Linked DNA regions of Mus musculus: all the other regions are linked to region 2. The links are chromatin contacts, called in public capture Hi-C and promoter capture Hi-C maps. All regions are on one chromosome and are shown on one strand. The core of a region is the stretch at or near the end of the contact, and the rest is flanking DNA. Distances in the headings are between cores, read along the strand shown. Region 1 holds the start of Gsdmd (gasdermin D). Region 2 holds the start of Ly6h (lymphocyte antigen 6 complex, locus H). Region 3 holds the start of Zc3h3 (zinc finger CCCH type containing 3).

Evidence for each region. Capture Hi-C pulls out chosen DNA fragments and counts their contacts.
Region 1: a promoter capture Hi-C map of pancreatic islet shows a contact between it and region 2. The contact joins the promoter of Gsdmd here to the promoter of Ly6h in region 2. A contact is called at or near these places in 3 of 39 promoter capture datasets (cranial neural crest, hippocampal neurons and pre-B cells) and 1 of 9 other capture datasets (pancreatic islet).
Region 3: a contact with region 2 is called in a capture Hi-C map of embryonic stem cells, with 2.8 times the contacts expected there. The contact joins the promoter of Zc3h3 here to the promoter of Ly6h in region 2. A contact is called at or near these places in 3 of 39 promoter capture datasets (embryonic stem cells, hippocampal neurons and pre-B cells), 13 of 484 Hi-C or Micro-C datasets (the HL-1 cell line, cerebellar granule neurons, cortical neurons and 3 more), 4 of 115 datasets of contacts at active chromatin or transcription factors (astrocytes, embryonic forebrain, embryonic stem cells and 1 more) and 1 of 9 other capture datasets (embryonic stem cells).

The regions. Positions count from the first base shown.
Region 1 is chr15:75,861,024-75,863,723 of GRCm38.p6, forward strand. Gsdmd (gasdermin D) reads left to right here and starts at 1,316. Exons shown (of 11, transcript NM_026960.4): 1 at 1,316-1,458; 2 at 2,382-2,605. The coding sequence starts at 2,386.
Region 2 is chr15:75,565,803-75,568,502 of GRCm38.p6, forward strand. Ly6h (lymphocyte antigen 6 complex, locus H) reads right to left here and starts at 1,380. Exons shown (of 4, transcript NM_011837.3): 1 at 961-1,380; 2 at 330-457. The coding sequence starts at 962.
Region 3 is chr15:75,840,559-75,843,258 of GRCm38.p6, forward strand. Zc3h3 (zinc finger CCCH type containing 3) reads right to left here and starts at 1,350. Exons shown (of 12, transcript NM_172121.1): 1 at 1,292-1,350; 2 at 1-6. The coding sequence starts at 1,337.

The sequences.
Region 1 (2,700 bases), core at 66-2,565, 300 kb after region 2:
CAGTTGGCTTACTTGGGGGATTTCATACAAAATGGCTTGCACAGTGATGTGTCATTTTTTTGTTTGTTTGTTTGTTTGGTTGGTTGGTTGGTTGGTTGGCTTGGATTAGTTTTGGTCTGGCTTCTTCCGCTTGTGGCCGTGTTTTCAGGGTTTATCCACATTCTGCAATGTGTCTTATAGGTGTACTCAAGCTTCTCAGTAGCCATGCAAGCGCCCTATTGAGGGTTGGTGACAGAGCTTGGTCATAGGGGGCTTTCTTGCCTAGTGTGTGCAGGGCCCAGAACTGGACAAAATTTTAATCTATGTATGAATTGATTGTCATTCAGGTCACTTGAGGGTTATCTGCTTGACTCTTTAAAATGTTACCATGGAAACTGGAGAGATGGTGCAGGGGTTAAGAGCACTTGCTGCTCTTACAGAGGACGGGGACTCAAGTCCTGGCACCCACATATGGTGCACTTGCATATATGCAGACAAAACACTCCCACACGTGGGATATAAGTTTTTAAAATCTCAAGAGGAAAATTTAAACTCTACAGCAAACATTGGTGTAGGCATATCTGTTTGACCTTCTGTTTGCTGTATGAGAAACACTTCACCATTGATAGCCACAACCCCAAGATGACCTCTTGCTTTGGATATGCACCTACAAGTCCAATTGCTAGGTCACCTGGTAACTCTACATTCACCCGTTTGAAAAATTGTGGATGTATTCTAGAGCAGCTCTGTTTTCAATTTCCTGTCTGCAAGGACCATGGGGTTTGCTTTACTGCTATTTACTTAGGATGTCAGCCAGCAGAGTAGCTTTGATGCTATCTAGTTTTGATTTGCATTTTCCTGATAACTAATGGTGTGCTTGCTGGCAACTGGTTCAGTTGTGTATTCCTAGAGAAGTCCATTCAGATCTTTTACTATGGCCCAGGTGTTTAAGAAAGAATAAGTGAAGCCTGGTGGTGGTGGCGCACGCCTTTGATCCCAGCACTTGGGAGGCAGAGGCAGGTGGATTTCTGAGTTCGAGGCCAGCGTGGTCTACAGAGTGAGTTCCAGGACAGCCAGAGCTACACAGAGAAACCCTGTCTCGAAAAAAAAAAACCAAAGGGGGGCGGGGTGGGGGGGAAGCGCTGCGAACTTGGAGGAACCCGAACTAGAAGAAAGCGAAGCTCCCGGATCGCAGGGAATTCCCGAAGCCCAGGCGGGCTCCGGGGAGGAGGAGGAGGAGGAGGCTAGGGCAGGCTGCGCAGCTGTTCCGGGAGGGAGGGCTCCTTGAAAGCACCGCGCCCGCTACGTCGGGCTGAAGCTTTACGGTTTCACTTTTGTGTCCTGCCGCCTGAGTTCCGCTCTTGGTCGTGGCTCCCGTTGCTCCCGGGTTGAGCAGACAATAGACCCCTCCCCGGCATCCCAGCAGGTCCTCGCTTCGCTTGGTGGACCCAGATACCTCGGCAGGGGTGAAAAATCGAGGTGAGCCACCCTGCTACCCAGCTCTTCCAGAGCCCAGCCGCCCCTCCTCTATCTAGTGTGGTCTACGCTATGGCCTGGATGCTTGCTTGTTGAGTTGGGGATTTAGCCCTTCCCAGAAGCCCCACTATACCTTGAAGACAGTTTGAAGGGGCCCTAGCAGCTAGGGTCTACCCTCTATGGAGGTCACCCACTAGTGATACAGTGGGACAAGCCTGGTTTGGACTTGACACTGGGGCGGGAAGAGGGGACCGAGTGGGGGGAGGGGAAGGAGGGGGGACTCTCTAGGCTTCTGGGATGATTCCTTGACCCATAAGTCCCTCCCTGATCACCAAGGGCCTTCCTGCCTCACTCTCCACCGTTAGCCCAGAGACCCAGTTTCCTAGGTGTAGAGTTGTTCCTCCACAGTGCCCAGGTTGTCTGTCCCAGGCCTGTTTTGGCCTCTGACCCATGAAAGTTCAATCAGGTCAGGTAGCTCACAGAGCTGTACATGAGAGCCCTGGAGGAAACCACTGAGCCCTGGAACACTGGCTTTGCTGTGGGCTCCTGTGCTAAATCCCTTAGAAGTGGGGGCTTGTGTTCCTTCCCCAGCCTTGGCCCTCAGCCAGGGAGAGCAACAAGGTATCTTAGACTTTAGCAATTGGCCAAAGGCTATGCACAGTAATTAATGATGTAGATAGTATAGACCTACTACAGACTACCTCCTCCTCCTCCTCCCCCTCCCCCTCCCCCTCCCCCTCCTCCTCTTCCTCCTAAGTGCTGTGGCCCCAAGGAGAGACAGATAGGCGAGCCACGGAGTGAATCGTGTCTGTGTTGTGTTGGTCGGGCAGGAATGTGCCAGGACTAACAAGGCAAGGCTACTTTGAAGGGATGGGGTTCCTGAGTGCTGGAGGAACTAAGTACGGAGCCCTGCCGTCTGCCCCCAGGACCATGCCATCGGCCTTTGAGAAAGTGGTCAAGAATGTGATCAAGGAGGTAAGCGGCAGCAGAGGCGATCTCATTCCGGTGGACAGCCTGCGGAACTCCACCAGCTTCAGGCCCTACTGCCTTCTGAACAGGAAATTTTCAAGCTCAAGGTTCTGGAAACCCCGTTATTCATGTGTCAACCTGTCAATCAAGGACATCCTGGAGCCCAGTGCTCCAGAACCAGGTATCTTCTTTCCCATCTTGATCCCCCAAGATTGAACAGAAGGGAATGGGCAAAGCCCAGCCTGCCATCTAACTGGGCATGTTCAACTCTACTCC
Region 2 (2,700 bases), core at 130-2,629:
ATGCTCACAGAAGAGTTCACTCCCACAAGACCCAGAGTGGGCCTCCAGGTTGACCCTGTGCTGTGCCTACACATCCTGCCTCCCGCATCCTCTTACTCCTACACACAGCACCCCCAAAGATAGGTAGGTTCCAAGACAGGAAAGGTCCACCCGACTTAATAGGAAGCTCGCTGAACCTCTGAGAATGAGGGACATCTGCGCAGTACTAGAAGAAAGGTGGAAAGGCGCTGGATGCCCTCGAGTGTGGGGAGAGCCCCCGGTGGCTGGAGCTGAGATCTAAGAGTGGTGCTTCCCGTGATATGACCCCTCCCCGCGGGCCCCCGACTCACCCGGCGAGGGGCAGAGAAGCAAGGCCAGCAGCGCCAGACCGAGGCTCTTCATGGCTGCAGGCAGCATGCTCCGATAGGGCCTGAAAGAGGCGCGGGGGCTGCAGGCGGGGGTCCTCTGGGGCGCAGGCCTGGAGGGGAATAGCCTCGGTCAGAGGACCCAACCCTAAACACCCTTCCCTTTTCTGGCCTGAAGATGTAACCATCCCCCAGGAATCAAAAGCGCGCGGGGGGGGGGGGGGAGGTCCAGGAGCTCGCAATGCCCCACCCCCAACCCATCACCGGGAGCATCCACCATCACAGCCTCCCCTCCAGGGAAAAGAGGTCTGCCCTCTCCGGTGAGGTGGCCACCCGAGGTCCCCGCAGCCTTCGCCCTGCACCTGCGTGGGGAGATTGTCTTCTCTCCCCAAGGAGCTGTAGGTGCGTCCGGACAGGAAAAGCGGGAGGAGGGAGCGCACCTTACCTGCCGGCGGGGGAGGGTTGCGCGCCGCGTCCCCGTCCTCGTCCCCACCCCTGGGCTGGGGGGCCGGGAACCCCGCGCCGAGTCCCCTCCCCTGGTCCCCGCGCGCGCGCCTCGGCGCTCACCGCGAATCGGGGCGTGGAGTGCGGGCCTCGGGGTGGGGGGCGCACTCACATCCCTGGGGTGTCCGCACTCCGGGCTCAGCGGCGGGCACGGCGCGGGGAGCGATGCCCTTCGGTCTCCCTGCGGACCGGAACCGGGGCGCAGCTTCGTCTTTCGGGGAACGCAGCCGCAGACGCGGACCCCGCGCGAGGGGCGGGGCGGAACCGGGGCGGGGGCCTCGCACAGCTGGGAGACGCGCGGGGTGGGGGGCGCCCAGGGCTGGAGGCCACTCAGCAGGTCGCCCTACCCGGCCTCGGCGCCTTTCGTCCGCGCGCAACGCCCCTTCTAGGTCTCCCGCTCCTGCTCCCGCCGCAGCAGCCCCCCACCCTTTTCCACCTCCCTACCCGGCGTGGGAGGATCCTCCCACTCTGCTTGGCCGAGGTCCCTTGCAGATTCTCGGAAGAGCTTTGGCTGCTAAAGGAAGCAAAATGCACAAAGACGCAGCGAAAGAGGGAAGCGGAGAGGTAGGGCTGTGGGGTTCAGACGCCCAGCCTTGGGGCTCCTCCCTCCCCAGCATCCACCTCGCATCCGATAGTTCCAGCCAATTCTACTCCTAAGAGTGCCCATGACGACGCCCACCGGCAACTCAGCCCTAGGGACTTTTGTTACCAACCACACCCACACACAGAGATGACAATCCTGGCCCCTGTGTAAGGATCACACCAGGTTCACACCTTGGGCTCCTGCTCCCCCCCTGCCCTTCCAGCTCTCTTGGGCTCAGGGTAAGCCACAGCTCCCTTCGCTCCCTTGTCACACAGGAGGAAAGGTGTTCCGTGTTCAAAACCCTAGGCCCTGGAAAAAGCAGCTAGCACACCTTGGATTCTGCCCGCCCGCCCCACCCCCACCACAGAACCTCATACCAGACAAATGACTGTCACTAATACCAAGTCCTTGCTAGATGTGACAACCTCTGCTGTCAGTCTGAGCGTATAGTCTGTTCTCTTTGATCTAAACAGCACATTATAGATGCATGTTGCCTTGGTGTCTCGGTGTTGAGTTACAGGTAAGGAGAACACTTAGCAATAGAGCCTCCTCCTGCCCAGGGTCACACAAGTCACCAGGTGATCAAACAGCGTGAGCACTTGAGTAGTTCACAAGTGCTGAGGAATAGAGGGACTAGACACTTTGAAGAAGGGATCTAGATGAAGAGAGTGCCGAGGATAAGAATTAGTTCATACACAATTCTCTGCAAAAGAAGTCCCGCACTCCACTCCATTGTGGAGCCCAGAGCCAGCCTGCCATCAGACTGGGGTGAGAGCAGCTGTGCCTGAGCCTGCACTCAGGTTGACAGGCTGAGCTATAGTATGGATTCTTGCAGAGCAGAGGCTTGGTGAGGCTTCTAGGTAAGAAGTGTTTTTAGGGGAGTAAATGGTCCTTGAACCCCTGTTCATCATGCCGCAGCTTGAAAAGGCAGGCGGCCTGACTAGATTTCCCTCAACACTAACAAACCTCCTCGAACACAAAGCCAATGTGCTTATTAAGACATGCTAGAAGAAGAAACACACAACCCCAAGCCAAACCGCAAGTTTACCTGACAGAAAGAAACTTCGCTCACATGAAAAAAGACCAATGCAGGCCTTAAAAGGACTCCCAGGAAAAGGAGGTGATCACTGAAAAAGAAATCTGGGGGGGCGGGGGGGAAGCAACAAACACCCTACATGTCACACCCTTTTATTTACATGAAATGCCCCAAAGTGTAAGAATCCAACAAAGACAGAAAGATTAGCCAAGTACAGGGAGGGAAAGGAATGA
Region 3 (2,700 bases), core at 100-2,599, 270 kb after region 2:
TTAGACCTGAGAAGGCAGAATCACACGCTCAGTTACCTAGGAGATGTGAATAAAAACAGCACCAATCAAGACTACTACCCCTACCCTAATACTCCAGACCTGCTCGCCTTGCTGACTTGAGAGCAGTCCTAAGTGACTGGAAACCATGTAAAGTTCAGTCCAAATCTCTAGGCTTGTCAATTCTGTGAGCACTTCTCCATCACTATTAGTATTTGGCTTGCTTATCCTGAAGATGGCAGCTTTTGTGGTATGACTGCTTCTACCCCCTGGCCTATGAGATCTACAATGTTCTGAGAGCAAGTGTCACTCCCTATACCAAAAAAAAAAAAACAAAAAAAACAAAAAACAAAAAACAAAAAAAACCAAAAAAAAAAACAAAAAAACAAAAAAAAACAGTCAGGGACCAGAAACCTGTGGTGCCTGGGTAAGAACTGGACAAGTCTTCCACTGAGGCCCTGTAGTTTACCCACTCACGGGGAAAATTGCAGGACTGCACCATAGTGCATAACTGTCTTCTCAGAACTGACGCTTCTCTAACCCAGTACGTGACAGACAGAAATAAAAAACAAAAAAACAAAAACACAATGATGACCCAACAGCTAACTAACATCATCTCCTACAGAAAAACACCTGATACCACCACCACAAGGATTTTCCAATGAAGTGACTCATGGAGCCCTGGAAGAAGAGTGAAGGAACGCCAGCAGGCTCGCTGGATCCCCAATAACCAAACACACACACACACAGGGCCTGCCTCGACCCTCGAATCCTGCCAGACACCTCCGGTCGGGTGTTAGGGAAACGCACGAAGTAGTCTCAAATAGGAAGGCCACTTGGACTCTCCTTAGGACATGCTTTTGTGGGGGAAACTTTGAAAACGATATGAACGCTTATAAAGACCAACTTGAGTCTAAACATTTGAAGCTGAAGCTGGTGCCTGGGTAGTCAGCCCTGAGTACGTGGGGGCTGTGCCTGAATCGAGCCAAAGGCACTCAACGGCAGCGGAAGAGAAACGCTTCCGAGCCAGCCGAACCTGGAAGTCGGCTGCCGCGACCACTCGCTGGTAAGACCACCGTGCTATCATCTCCTGACAGCCCCTTGGAGGCCCGGCCCGCTCCCTCGCCCCGAAGCCTGGCGGGTCTGTCACGCGAGGGCCGAACCCGACTCGGCCGCTCCGATGCCCACCCATGACGACCATCGGGAGACCGCAACCGACAGCACTCGCTTCGGAGAGGGTCTACGGCGATCACAAGAAACAAGGGAACACACGGCCCGACCGCAGCCAGCTCACCCTGCAGGAGGCGTATCTGCCGCCGCAGCTGCTCCTTTTCCTCCATCTCCGGAGTCCGCGACGCCTAGCCAGACCCCCTCGACGTCATCGCCGCGCGACTGGTCCCCGCAGGCGGGGAGGAGAGAACGCCGAACTTCACTATGCGTGGACACGGGGTTGGAAGGCACCGTCGCCCCGGCAACCCTGGAAGGACGCATGCGCAGAACGAGAAAAATCCGTCATCTTGAAGCGCCCGGAAGTGGCCCGCAATCTGGCTTCTGCACCAATTCCTGCGCATCATTTCCACCGCTGGGGGTTCCTCGGAAGACTTGGAGGAGATAGGTTGCTAACAGTTTCCCCTAGACCCAGGAATTCCTTTTATCAATTTATTTGTTTGAGACAGGATGTATTTCTGGCTGGAGAGAAACATAACTGGGGAACTCGCTATGTAGACTAGGCTGGCCTCGAACTTACGGAAGTTCTCTTTCCTCTGCCTCCGGACCTGGAATCAAAGGGATGCCATTTTAACGCCTTTGCTGCCGCAGCAGCACGAGAACAGCGAAAAGGAATCGGAGGCAATTTTTTTTTTCGGATGATTACAGGTGTTAAGAAAATTCTTGAGGGCATTTAGTAGGAAAGGCTGCAACCTCTAGAAAATACTGAAAAAAAAAAAAAACTCACGGTAGTTACCACGTGATCAGACAGTCCCACGTCTAGGTGTATAACCAACGCGTAGAAAACACCGATTCTAACATATTTGTATGTCATTATTTATAATAGCTAACCCGAATGACTGTTTACATGGAAATGGGATATTATCCAGTGATTTGTTTTGTTAGAGACAGAATCTCGCTATGTACCTCTGTCTGTCCTGGAATTCCCTATGTAGACCAGGCTGGCCTGGAACTCTCAGAAATCTGCCTGCCTCTGCCACCCAAGTGCTGCAATTAAGAGTGTGCCACTATGTAGGAATGTGCAGTATCTTTGGAGCCCTAAGGCCTCAAGTCCGGCCAAGCCTCTACCAGTGAGCTACATCTGCATAGTCTACTGTTACGCCTGAAAAAGAAGTTCTAGAAGCTGGGTTTGATAGTGAATACCTGTAAGACAAGCATTAAGAAGTGAGGGTAGGGGCTGGTGAGATGGCTCAGTGGGTAAGAGCACCCGACTGCTCTTCCGAAGGTCCGGAGTTCAAATCCCAGCAACCACATGGTGGCTCACAACCATCTGTAACAAGATCTGACTCCCTCTTCTGTAGTGTCTGAAGACAGCTACAGTGTACTTACTTACATATAATAAATAAATAAATCTTTAAAAAAAAAAAAAGAAGAAGTGAGGGTAGATAGCCGGGCAGGCCGGGCAGTGATGGGACACACATTTAATCCTAGCATTCTAGAGACAGGCAGGTGCTCTGGAGGCAAAGGCAGGAGGAT